Regions from separate parts of the Pan troglodytes genome. Here region 2 is linked to region 1. A link is a contact called in public HiChIP or PLAC-seq data. All regions are on one chromosome and are shown on one strand. The core of a region is the stretch at or near the end of the contact, and the rest is flanking DNA. Distances in the headings are between cores, read along the strand shown.

Region 1 (2,700 bases), core at 186-2,685:
TCCTCGGGCTCCCAAGTGCTGTACCTGCCGAGTCACAAACGCACAAAATCAGGATGAAGACCAGAGAGGGACAGGCACGCGGCGAGAGCAAGAGCGCGCACCCCCACCCCAGGCCCCGGTGCCCGCTGCCTCCCCTCCCGCGACGCCCCCGGACCCCGCGACACTCACTTGATCGCCCACCCCTTCCATTTCACCAGGTACTCGATGCGTCCCTGAAAAACAGAGGGGAGAAAAACGGGAGTGGGGGTGGGGAGGATGCGGGGACGCGAGGAGGCGGCGGCGCGGGGCTGGGCGAGGGAGCCGGGCTAGCGGGACCGCTTCGCCCCGAGGGCCCCCGGCCCCGGCCCCGGCTGCGGACAGCGGCGGCCCGCCCCGGGCGGCGGCTCACCTTTCGGATCCGCCGTTTGATGATGGATTCGGCCGCGAAGACCCGCTCGCCCACTGCAGACAGCTCCATCTTGCTCAGCGGCACCCACAGCCCATAATACTCCCTGCGCCCGCGGCCGGTGCGGCACCGCTCGCGCACGCGCCGCAGCGCCCAGGCCCCGGCGGGCGGGAGCGCGGCGGGGCGCGCGCTCGCGTTCCAGCTGCGGGCCGTCACGTGATCCTCGCGTCTGGCGCGCGGTTACCACGACCTCCCCCTCCCCCGGGGCGGTTGCTAGGGAAAGTCGGCGCTCGCGGGGCGGGGGCGCGCGCTGGCTCTTAAAGGGGCCGCGCGGGCGGAGGGAGCAATTGCCGGCCGACCCGATGGGTGCCCGGCTTGTGGGCACGCTGCGGCCTTACGCTTATCACCCCCCGTCACATCTTGCCGGCGCCCGATCGCTGACACCCTCTCCTTGCCTCTTAATCCCCACGCGAGTCTCGCCAGGCCCCGGGCGGAGAAGGGCTGTGGAGCCCGAGTCTCGCCGCCACCGCGCATCTCCCGCAGCAGCCTGCAAACAGTTAAATATGATGCAGCAGAAATGCAGTTGCTGTTGCCTTGCCAGGCCTTGCGGGAATTTCTTTAAAACATCGCCCCCCACCCATTATTTATGTATTCGTGGGAGTGTGGTTTTGTAACCAGTTCAGAAGAGTTAAAACAAAAACGCCACCGCAGGAAGGGGGTGTGCGGCGAATGGGGCCGAGGAAGGCCGGAGTGACCGTGGGCATCTGTCTGCGGCCGGGGTCTCGGGCGGCACCTGTCCTCGCCCAGGAGACCGGGGAGGACTCGGCGGGGCCGGTGTGGCAGTGGGGGAGGGAGAGCGACCGCGGGCAGGAACGGGCTCCCCGCACCCCGCCTTGGGCCCACAGCGGGTCATCATCTGGTCATTCGGCAGAAACCGCCTTCGCGGTCATATCTGTGTTTTCCGATTCCCAGCACCCCTCCCGGCCCCCCGACCTGGCCGCGTCCCTCTCCCCGCCCGCAGCTGCGCGAAGCTTCCGCCATTGCTCTGGGGAGCCCAGATCCCAGCTTCCCACTTGAGGAGGGGCGGGGGATCGAGCTGGGGCTGTCCAGGAACGGACACACAAAAAATAGCCCTGCCGCGCAAAACGCTCCACTTTTTAAATGTTGAAATTACTTGAACTTTATTTCCCATTATGTTAGTAGTCTTGTTCTTTGTAAAACAATTTTAAAAATACAGATAAAACAACTGTCCATAACCCCCATAAAACCATTGTTAACATCTTCACCAATCTTCCAGCCTCTGCTCTATGCGTACATAAACTCACGTACACCTATGTATGTATGTATATACATACACATTGTCTGTAGATTTAATTTTTTAACAAAATGGGATCACGCTATTCACACTGTTCTGGAATCTGCTTTTCTCCCTTAATGCTATAAAGTGGACATCTTTCAGTGTCATTAAATACAGATTTCACCATCCTTCCGGTGACCACCTTGGGGCTGAGATGGGGTGGGGAGGAAGGGGGATTGTGAAGAGTCAGGGTTGTGTCTTGCGAACATCAATGGCTCATTAGGAAATATTTTTACGTTTCTGTGCTACAATGCCAATTCTTGGGTTTCAAATCCACCATAGCAAAATGTTAGTCTTTTTCTCCCAGCAGATTTGTCCAATTATTACCTTGAGAGAAATCCCTCTCCTCACTTAAATTCAGTATGTTCCAGGGAAACAGCTATTTGCTGGCCAGCCCAAGGTGAGCTGCTGTGGTAAAAATAGAAATGTCCTCCTGGGAGACGTGGGTGGTGGTGGGTGAGCAGGTGAGAGGAGTGGGTATGACAGTGTGTGTGTGTTCAGGCTGACGGAGACAGGTGGGGGATGAAGCAGGTGAGTCCACTTGTTGATTCATTCAGCAGTGTTTGTGAGCCCTTGTGAAGCACCAGGCTTTGTGTGAAACCATCAGGAAACAAAGGTGCCCCAGGCTGAGGAGCTGTCAGTGGGGTGAGAAAGGCACCTGTCACACAGTGTGACTAATGCTAGAATAAAGGTGTAGGAGTTTCGTGTTGCTGCTCTCACAAATTAACACAAGCTCAGTGGCTTAAAATGACTCAAATTTGTTATCTGATGACTCTGGAGGCGGGAAGTCCCAAATCAGTGTTACTGGGCCCAAGTGAAGGTATCCTCAGGGCTGGTCCCTTTTTGGAGGGTCAAGGAGAGTATCTGTTCCGTGCCTCATCCAGCTTCCAAATGTTGCTGGCATTTCTTGGCTCATGGCTTCATCACTCAAATCTCTGTTTCCACGATCCCTTTGCTC
Region 2 (2,747 bases), core at 154-2,653, 440 kb after region 1:
TAGCCTTGGAATATTAGTTTTGAAGTTAAGCATTCCCATTCTGCTGTCGCAGCAGTTCTGACAACGTGTAACTCCTGCTTAAAAAAAAGTCTGCCCTCTGCTAACAGCTTGACTCCATCTCTACAATTTCCCTCCCCCTCCACTCCTATTCCCCCAACTTTTAGGATGCCTGTACATACTGGATCCTGGCCTGTCGACTTCCCGCACGATGTGAGTCATGCCAGCCTTGTATCCCAGGAAGGCTGTGAGGTGGACCGGCTTGGACGGGTCATCCTTAGGGAAGCTCTTCACCTTCCCACGATGCCTGCTGCTGCGCTTCCGAGGCAGGAAGCCGAGGGACCCATGTCTGGGAGCGGAGAACTTTCTGTGAGACTAGGTGGGAAAAAAATCACCGTCAGCACCCAAACCAAAGCAGTGCCCCCTTCTCTAGTTCCCAGCTGCGTAAGTTCCAAATCTCAGCAATACTGAAGAATCCTGACCAGACACCCAGCAAGCCGAATAAAAAGGTCATTATCTCTTCCAGGCTCGCACGTGTCAAGAATGCTTTTGTATTCGACAAAATTTAAGCTGAATCTTATTTCAAATCTTCTCAACCTGTAAGAAAACGAGCCATTTTTTTCTCTAACCACACAAAAATACACTAACTAGTGGCACTAAAAACTGCTCAACAGGCAGCTTTATGTGCCAATTAGCAAGGTTTTGACCGCTAAAGAAAGGGACTCCCGGGACAAACGCTGGGTAGCAGCTAGCAATGCTACGCTATAGGCTGCCTCCGGCGCCCGGACACTAATTACACTGATACACGCAGGCCAAAGAACTCGGCAGAGCCAAATCAGAACGTGACAATCAGCACACAGTTTCTGTCCGCCCGTCAATAAGTTCATCATCTGTGGTTTCTGCGAGCTCCAGAGGCCTTCGGAGTGCACCAGCGGTCCCAGATATTCAGGAGGACTCCACAGCACTCCCCTCCCCCAAGCTTCTTTACCTCCCAATGAGAACGGCGCCGAGAACCTCCACCCAAGGTCCTTCTACCCAGACAAGCAGCTTACGGCCCTAATCCCAACTAATGATACAATTGGTGAGGTCGAAACTTAGAAATGACTCATGGCTTTAAAAATGCCGGGCCTCCAAGCCTGCTCCCACCCTTACGGCCTCTCTCTGGCCGACCTGCAGGCCCAAAGCCAGTCCTCCAAGCGCTCTTCTCCACAAGCCTCTCGACTTTCCAGAAAATAGGCCAGACTGAAGTCCCCGCTGGGTCGCCTGTGCCCCTAGAGCAAACCCCCGGCGCCGGCCAAGACGGGATGGCGGCGATGCGTCGCGGATTCAGCCGTGCCGACGCCGGTGACAATGAAAAGGCCGCCATTACAACACATACCATCACGCCATCAAATCCCGCCGGTAGAGGCCGGTCGGCCTTACGGGTCCGCTATATAAAGCCAAATCTGGCCCCGCCCCCTTCCGGCGTGCGAGCGCGCCCCCGCGGCAGACGTCAGGTCGGGGGCACGTACCGAGCGCCATTTCCACGCATGCTCTTCCGCTCCTAGCTTTCGTTCAGAAGTTGACGTCAGCTTCGGAGACAGAAATTACACACTCTACGGCGAGGGGTCGGGTTCAAACTTAGTGAAAAGCCACGGAGAGGTGGGCTAAGGGTTGGTGAGCCACAAATCTACGGCGTCCGGCAGCAGCCAAATTTGATAATAACGAAGAAAAATGGCTGCGTCGCTTCTCCTCCTGTGATATGCAGCTATCTCTGGAATTAGCGAAGAAAGACTGAAACTCTCGTTTCCTGGCTCCCACGCTGGTTTTGCCGCGACACCAATTTACCTTTAATACCTTTAATCTCGGGCATCCCTCCCTCAAGCCCTATCTCTGCCATTTCTCCCATGCTAATGCAGTGGCTCGCGCTTGATTCTGAGGGTCAGGAGCGTCCCAAGCCTGCGGAACGGCCTCACGACCTCTGGTCATGCGGAGTCCAGCTGCTCAGCCTCCCGGAGCCCCACGCCTTCCAGACCTCTGCATCAGCGAGGGCTTTCGCTGATCTCTGCCTGGGCTCCAGGGTGACTCGGATCCTGACTGATTCCCTGCTTCCAGGCTCGTCCCTTACAAATCTCTTTTTTGAGACGGAGTCTCGCTCTGTCGCAGTGGCGCGATCTCAGCTCACTGCAAGCTCCGCCTCCCGGTTCCCAGTTCAAGCAGTTCTCCTGCCTCAGCCTCCCGAGTAGCTGGGATTACAGGAATGCGCCACCATGCCTGGCTAATTTTTTTTTTTTTTTTGTATTTTTAGTAGAGACGGTGTTTCACCATGTTGGCCAGGCTGGTCTTGAACTCCTGATCTCTTGATCCGCCCGCCTTGGCCTCCCAAAGTGCTGGGATTACAGGTGTGAGCCACCGCGCCTGGCCCCCTACAAATCTTTCTAAGAATCAAGTATCTCGTTACTTTCCATGGCCGCCTCGTTGTTTCCTCGGAATTAAGCATCAACTTCAGCGGCCGCCAAAGACGCTCCCCTAACCGTCTACTTCAGCCTCATGGCTGCGCCAGAGCACACGCTCTCATATCACCTGCTTCCTCTGTCCCACCCTGTCATCTTCTTTAATTCTGGGCCTGGCCTTTGCTCCCACCGTCGTTTGAAAAGCATTCTCTCGGCCAGGCGCGGTGGCTCACGCCTGTAATCCCAACACTTTGGGAGACCGAGGCGGGCGGATCACCTGAGGTCAGGAGTTCGAAACCAGCCTGGGCAACATGGCGA

Evidence for each region. HiChIP or PLAC-seq counts read pairs in DNA pulled down with a chosen protein or histone mark.
Region 2: an H3K4me3 HiChIP or PLAC-seq map of stem cell-derived excitatory neurons shows a contact between it and region 1, with 8 times the contacts expected there. The contact joins the promoter of RPL3 here to the promoter of CBX6 in region 1. A contact is called at or near these places in 2 of 7 Hi-C or Micro-C datasets (induced pluripotent stem cells and stem cell-derived neural progenitor cells) and 1 of 1 datasets of contacts at active chromatin or transcription factors (stem cell-derived excitatory neurons).

What each region holds. Positions count from the first base shown.
Region 1 is chr23:40,874,818-40,877,517 of NHGRI_mPanTro3-v2.0_pri, forward strand. It overlaps CBX6 (chromobox 6), which reads right to left and starts at 1,436. Exons shown (of 5, transcript XM_016939189.4): 1 at 389-1,436; 2 at 169-212; 3 at 1-24. The coding sequence starts at 457.
Region 2 is chr23:41,315,713-41,318,459 of NHGRI_mPanTro3-v2.0_pri, forward strand. RPL3 (ribosomal protein L3) reads right to left here and starts at 1,404. Exons shown (of 10, transcript NM_001280414.1): 1 at 1,376-1,404; 2 at 180-372. The coding sequence starts at 1,378. It overlaps LOC112206807 (small nucleolar RNA SNORD43), which reads right to left and starts at 892; the gene lies at 829-892.